Regions from separate parts of the Zea mays genome. Here region 2 is linked to region 1. A link is a contact called in public Hi-C data. All regions are on one chromosome and are shown on one strand. Each heading gives the region's core, a stretch centred on a gene start, on an enhancer-like site or on the middle of the called end of the contact. The rest is flanking DNA. Distances are from core to core; before and after follow the strand shown. Region 1 overlaps LOC103643302 (Cyclopropane-fatty-acyl-phospholipid synthase). Region 2 overlaps LOC100193016.

Evidence for each region. A called contact is a pair of places that touch in the nucleus more often than the background predicts.
Region 2: a Hi-C map of ear shows a contact between it and region 1, with 5 times the contacts expected there. The contact joins two enhancer-like sites. A contact is called at or near these places in 3 of 25 Hi-C or Micro-C datasets (ear, leaf and tassel).

Annotation. Positions count from the first base shown.
Region 1 is chr1:221,047,643-221,050,815 of Zm-B73-REFERENCE-NAM-5.0, forward strand. LOC103643302 (Cyclopropane-fatty-acyl-phospholipid synthase) reads left to right here. Exons shown (of 25, transcript XM_008666455.4): 21 at 46-182; 22 at 272-352; 23 at 449-554; 24 at 660-1,490; 25 at 1,748-3,173. The coding sequence ends at 716. Among protein-coding and RNA genes, the nearest start is that of LOC103643302, 11 kb to the left of the region's middle. Within about 2 kb of position 1,604, at least 10 of the 20 cell types and tissues checked have an H3K27ac peak or open chromatin away from gene starts, as enhancers often do. A contact at or near this core is called in ear and tassel, where this site is marked.
Region 2 is chr1:221,322,215-221,325,242 of Zm-B73-REFERENCE-NAM-5.0, forward strand. LOC100193016 reads right to left here. Exons shown (of 5, transcript NM_001138184.2): 5 at 1,180-1,557. Among protein-coding and RNA genes, the nearest start is that of LOC100193016, 11 kb to the right of the region's middle. Within about 2 kb of position 1,402, at least 16 of the 20 cell types and tissues checked have an H3K27ac peak or open chromatin away from gene starts, as enhancers often do. A contact at or near this core is called in ear and tassel, where this site is marked.

The sequences.
Region 1 (3,173 bases), core at 354-2,853:
TTTATCTCAAAGTTAAATTTATATCACATATATATATCTATATAGTCCATCGCGGTCCCAGAGGAACTGTACGACAAAATGAGGACGAAGCCTGACTTCCTGAAGGAATATATCTTCCCAGGTGGCTGCATACCTTCTTTAGCTCGGATTGCATCTGCCATGTCTAACGCATCAAGGCTGTGGTATGTACACATGTCATTTAACTAATAAGCTAGGCCTCCGCCATGATTTATCAGTTATTCATTGAGTACTCGATTCCTCTGCACTGCAGCATACAACACGTTGAGAATATTGGGTACCACTATTACCCCACTCTGATTCACTGGAGGGAGAACTTTGAGGCTAATGAAGAGTAAGTACTACTGGCCCTAAAATATAGCTCAACCTCGGCTACAAGCTAGTGATTTATTTACGTCATTCAATCAGTAATATTTTTTTACTCCTGCAGAAAAGTTTTGGCCCTAGGATTTGATGAAAAATTCATCCGTACTTGGGAGTACTATTTAAACTACTGTGCAGCTATGTTCAAATCACACATGGGTTTAGATTACCAGGTATGTATATGTGTTTGCTATATATATAGCTAACAATTAATACTATGTTCAAATCACCTTTTAATCGAGTGTCGTGCTGTATGTACAACATGCATGCATATGCAGATAGTGTTTGCTCGCGCAGGCGATGCGAAGTTGCCGAGCTATGTCGCCATTGCGTAAATGGAGGAGGACGTCGTGTTTATGTTTTATATGTGAGACAGAACATTGTATTTTCTTTGTTAGTTAGGAAGTCCAACATTCGCCAAATAAAAATGGTTTGCTAGAGATGACTCGAGGGTGAGACAAGTGTCAAAGCCGCATGATGATTAGGTTGTCAACTTCCGAGAGTTTTTCTTGGCGGGGCAAAGGTTTCCTATGATCCTTTTTGTATTGAATGTGATAAAGAAGTTTAAGGTTAAGTTTCATCATTTGAATCCTTTGTGATTTTCTTTTTATTTTTTTTGTGTGGGTACGAAAGTCTCAAAAGGTAGAAGTTAACTAGAACATGTTTGTGCATACGTATTGAGTGCACATTCAACCGAGGAAGGTGTCTGTGTGTGGTGTAACCTTCACATGTCAGTTCAGGCCTTCAGGGTTTATACCTTTTGTTGGCTATTTGTTGAATAACAGTGCTATCATGTGCAGTGTTCGGCCTACAGTTTCCATTCAAAATTTCCATAGTGGGCCGGTAAAACCCGTCAAATTATTGAAAGCTTGATTGAATTTGAAGGAATTTCGAATTTCATCCAAACCGGGTGCTCTGTTGGGCACACTACTGAGCCCTTTGTAGCACCAGCGTGCATTTATCCTTTATCTCCAGCAGTTCCCCAGCGGTCCCCACTCCTGGCTCCACACTCCCACCCGAGCAGCAGCAGAGGCTGCCGGCAGCACCTCCCCCGCGCTCTCCCGCTGCGCTATCGCCGCCGCATCAACCTCCCGCCGCGTCGTCCTCTGGTAGGTTGGCTACCTCGGTTCTCCCTCCTCCTCGCTCCCCAGTCCCCACACGCCCCCATCGCCTCACCATTCGAGCTGCCGTCGTGCGCAACGGAGGTGCACGCGATGTGTTCGACGTATTTCCTATGCGCGCACTGTCCGTGAGCGTGTCATGTGCCGCTTCTGGTTTCCTCAGGATCCTGACACGTTCTCTTACCGTGATGATGGAGCATTAGCTGCATTCTAATTTTGCGTCTTGGTTGGCTCCTCTCTGCCAGATCGACTCGGATGGCCGAGGTCACGCCGCCCGCCGACGGGCAGCCGGCGTCGTGGTCGGAGATCCCGCGGGACCTGGCCGGCATGGTGCTCTGCCTCCTTCCGGCCTATGCGGATCGCGCCCGCTTCGCTGCCGTGTGCCCGCAGTGGCGCGCCGCCGCGCGGCTGCTCGCCCCTTCCTTGCCCCCGGCGCTGCCACTGCTCGCGCTCCCGAACGGCATCTTCTACAGCCTCCCCTACAGCAAGCCCTGCCGCTTCCCTGGCTCCGGTTGCGTCGGGTACAAGGGCGCCGCCTTTGGCAGCTGGCTCGTCTTCCCGCGCGACGAAGGCTGCTTCTTGGTCGACCCTTTCGCTGGGGCCACCGTGACGCTCCCTGCTCTGTCTTCCGTCCGGCTCCGTCCACCAAATGCAGCTGATAATTACGTCAAGTATCAGGAGCGTGCTACACCCAATGGCAGACATTATGTCACGTGGCTGGATATCAGAGACTCCAAGCATGTGCCCACAATACATTAAACAAGCTGATCATGTGCTCTCCAAACCTCGTCGCTGCATTTGTTGGCACAGGACACATAAGTCAGATTCTGATGTGCCAGCCAGGCGCTTCCTCATGGTCTGTTTGCGCATATGATCCGTGTGCTGCATTTGAAGACATGGCTTTCTATCAGGGCAAGCTCTACGCCCTTGCTGATGATGAAAACCTCCTCGTGGTCGACATCAGCCAAGACCAAAGCACTGGCGACCCACATGTCTGTCGAATTGGACAGGTCATCAAGGGTGATCCCGACCATTTGTTTGATGCTTGGATGCCAGATGACACTACTGGCAGAAAGAAGCTGTACCTAGTCGAGTCATGCGGTGCATTGCTGATGGTACGCAGGAAGGTATGCTGCAGAATGGTAGACGACACAGTTGTTGCTGGACGGATTTGTGAGTTTGAGGTGCTGGAGGCTGACTTGGAGCACTCGCAGTGGGTGGATGTGACAACTCTTGGGGATGACCAGATGCTTTTCCTTGGACGACCGTGCTCTAGGGCTGTGTCGGCATCTCAGTATGGGATGTCTAATGATCAGATCTTCTTCTTAGATGATGTGATGGAGAATGCTGAGGAGTATGCCTTTGATGAGGAGAACACTAGTGTCAATGTCTACGACATGAGGAATGACGAGGTCTCTCGTCCTCTGCAGATGGTCTGGAAGCACGAGATGTTTCTTGCGACATGGATGTTCCCTAGGAGCTAAATAGAAGGTGTTACTATGCGTCCTGGCACTGATTACTAGCTGTCCCTGCCTGTTCTAAGGTGATCAATTACCCCTATGTCATATGCTAACTTCATCAGTGTTTTGTGGCTTTAGTGTGTTGGCTACTTCTATATTGGGAAAATATGGTGGTTACTGGTCATGTGCCTGTGCAACCTATGAAGTAGAT
Region 2 (3,028 bases), core at 152-2,651, 270 kb after region 1:
TCCGGGGCTGAGCTCGAGTCCGAGCCCTGGGGTCGGGCGAAGCGGAGTTCGTCGTCTTCCGGGGCTGAGCCCGAGTCCGAGCCCTGGGGTCGGGCGAAGCGGAGTTCGTCGTCTTCCGGGGCTGAGCCCGAGTCCGAGCCCTGGGGTCGGGCGAAGCGGAGTTCGTCGTCTTCCGGGGCTGAGCCCGAGTCCGAGCCCTGGGGTCGGGCGAAGCGGAGTTTCCCATGGCGCCTAGGGCCGGACTTGGCTGCTGTCAGCCTCACTCTGTCGAGTGGCTCAGCAGTCGGAGCGGCGCAGGCGGCGCTGTCCTCTTGTGAGACCGGTCAGTGGAGCGGCGAAGTGACTGCGGTCACTTCGGCTCTGTCGACTGGAGGGCGTGCGTCAGGATAAAGGTGTCAGGCCACCTTTGCATTAAATGCCCCTGCGATTTGGTCGGTTGGCGTGGCGATTTGGCCAAGGTTGCTTCTTGGTGAAGACTGGGCCTCGGGCGAGCCGAAGGTGTGTCCGTTGCTGGAGGGGGTCCTCAGGCGAGACGTAGATCCTCCGGGGTCGGCTGCCCTTGCCCGAGGCTGGGCTCGGACGAGGCATGATCGCGTCCCTCGAATGGACCGATCCTTGACTTAATCGCACTCATTAGGCCTTTGCAGCTTTGTGCTGATGGGAGTTACCAGCTGAGATTTAGGAGTTTTGAGGGTACCCCTAATTATGGTCCCCGACACGTATCTAATCCGATAGCAGAAAACTGAAGAGCCTAGTTTGTCGAGTTCACGGGAACGCCGGCACACGATCTCGGGGCACACGATCTCGGCAGCAGTGGCTTCTAAGCTTTGATGGATCGAGGGGGGTTCGCGATGGCTGATATAGGTGCAAGGGGGACGAGTCTAGGCAGCGTGGAGCTCGCTCGGTCGCCGGATCAACGTCGAACTCAAAGACGAGTTTGCTTCAGACGAGAAAGACAGCTGGCAAGTGAGACCCACTCGCTAGTGTCTGTGACTCATGCGCGCCAAAGCACGGCTCCGCGAAGGAGGCCGCTTTACGGAAATATGCATTCAACGTGGCTTCGGCCTTCGGGCGGGGCAGGCAGCGGAACGAGACTAGGCTGCGGACAGTCAGGGAAGTGCCGGGCTCGGATGGCCCGCGCAACTCCATGGGCCCAGGGGCCACTAGTCCAATCTGCTGCTGTGTCGCAATCACAAGATTGTTAAAATCGGATCGTATATGCTTCTATAGTATCAAAATAATTTAATTATATCAACATATAAAAGTCATATGTTAATAGAACAGTAATCGATCATGCCGCACCGCCATAGCAACAAAGTAATCAACGAAGGGGGTATTGAGTTAAGCTGACCAAGTCAACACAATGACTGATCTACCAACAACTGCATGACATGCCACACTGGCTAGTTACATCGAACAAACCACAGCAAACACTGGTTTCTAGTGCACTGTACACCTCTGCTCTCGCCAGTGCAAGGGCTGATTCGCCACAGAAGCAGCACATCTCCCCTGGATGTTGGCACTCAGTTTTCACCTCGTCTGCCTTATTGATTCATCCTGCAATTGGCAAGCGGCCACAAGGGAACAACACATACATCAGCAGAACGGTGATAGAAAGCCACGTATTTTCTTTGTGGTTCAACTAATAATATGTCCCTTGCGCCAGTGCCTAATAAAATTATGGGATCGTATCTGGTGCAAACCAACCTCTCCGTGCAATCGTGCAAACTTTTAATCTGAACCACATGATGTTGATCCAAGGTGGCGTGCGGGGGTGGGAGGGGAGATTTGAAAAAGTGTGATTAGCAGTGGGTGGTTAAGTGTAAAATTATCCACGCCTCTGTGTCCCTTGGATCAACATCATGTGGCCTAGATTAGAAGTTTGCACGGTTGCACGGAGGGGTTGGTTTGCACCCGATACGTTCCCTAAAATTATAGTAAACAAAATATAATTATATTGCTGTGTTAATCTAGTTATATAGGCTGGTTGGTGCCTGACAGCAAATTATCGATTCACTGCATTTTTTTTCTTTTATGGACACTATAGCTTAAAGGAAAAATAATCGAAGTTGCTCTAGTATCAGCCCAATAATCAGGCACACCTACACCAACCATACATAAAGTTTAGGTCCAAATTATGGAGTTAAGTTGAATAGTGTTTATATTCATGAGGTACAAGCAACATCAGCCTAGATATATAATCTTCTAAAAATAGCATGAAGTTCCAGTCCATGAAGGCTCAGAAATAAACATAGTGAAGGTTTTGGTGCAAATCATGGGGTGAAATTGTTGATTAGTGTCTGAATACATCAATATTCATGGGGAGCGTCATGGGTCAGCAGCCCAGGGCATGGAGGCTATAGGGATAGGCTCAAGGTTAGGAATAGTGGATAAAGATTAGATTAGATAAGATTGAGTTAGTTACTTGGGATTAGATTTGATAAGATTGAGTTAGTTACTTGGGATTAGATTTGATAATATTGAGTTAGTTACTTGGGATTAGATTAGATAAGATTAAGTTAGTTACTTGAGATTACATTAGATAAGATTGAGTTAGTTACTTGGAGGGTCAAGTCTTTCTATCTATATAAGGATGAGTTGTACCTCCTTAAGGGGGAATCCATCAAGAAGAATTAGTCCCAAATCTCTCTAATAGTCTAGTCCCCCCATGCCGACTCCGTCCGGCTATCTTCACAGCATTGTTTATCCCGTTATAAACCAAGGATTCATAACATCTGGTATCATGAGTCAGGGATCCTTTACCATGATTTCTGTTGCGGACGATCTCCACACCTGGCGTGAGGAGCTTGCTCGTGCCAGGGCAGATCTAGAGCAGGCCCGATCTGCTATCCTCCAGCTCCGTGATCTACCCGCGGCAAAGGTGGAGTCTGACCGCCGATCAGCGGCGGCAACACGACTGCACGTGGCTTCCTAATGCGGCGTCTAGCGCGGCAAGTTGCGACAGCGGCGGCTGCAGGCAACGGCTTGTCGTCTTAAGGCTACGGCATGTGGCTTCCTGACGCGGCGT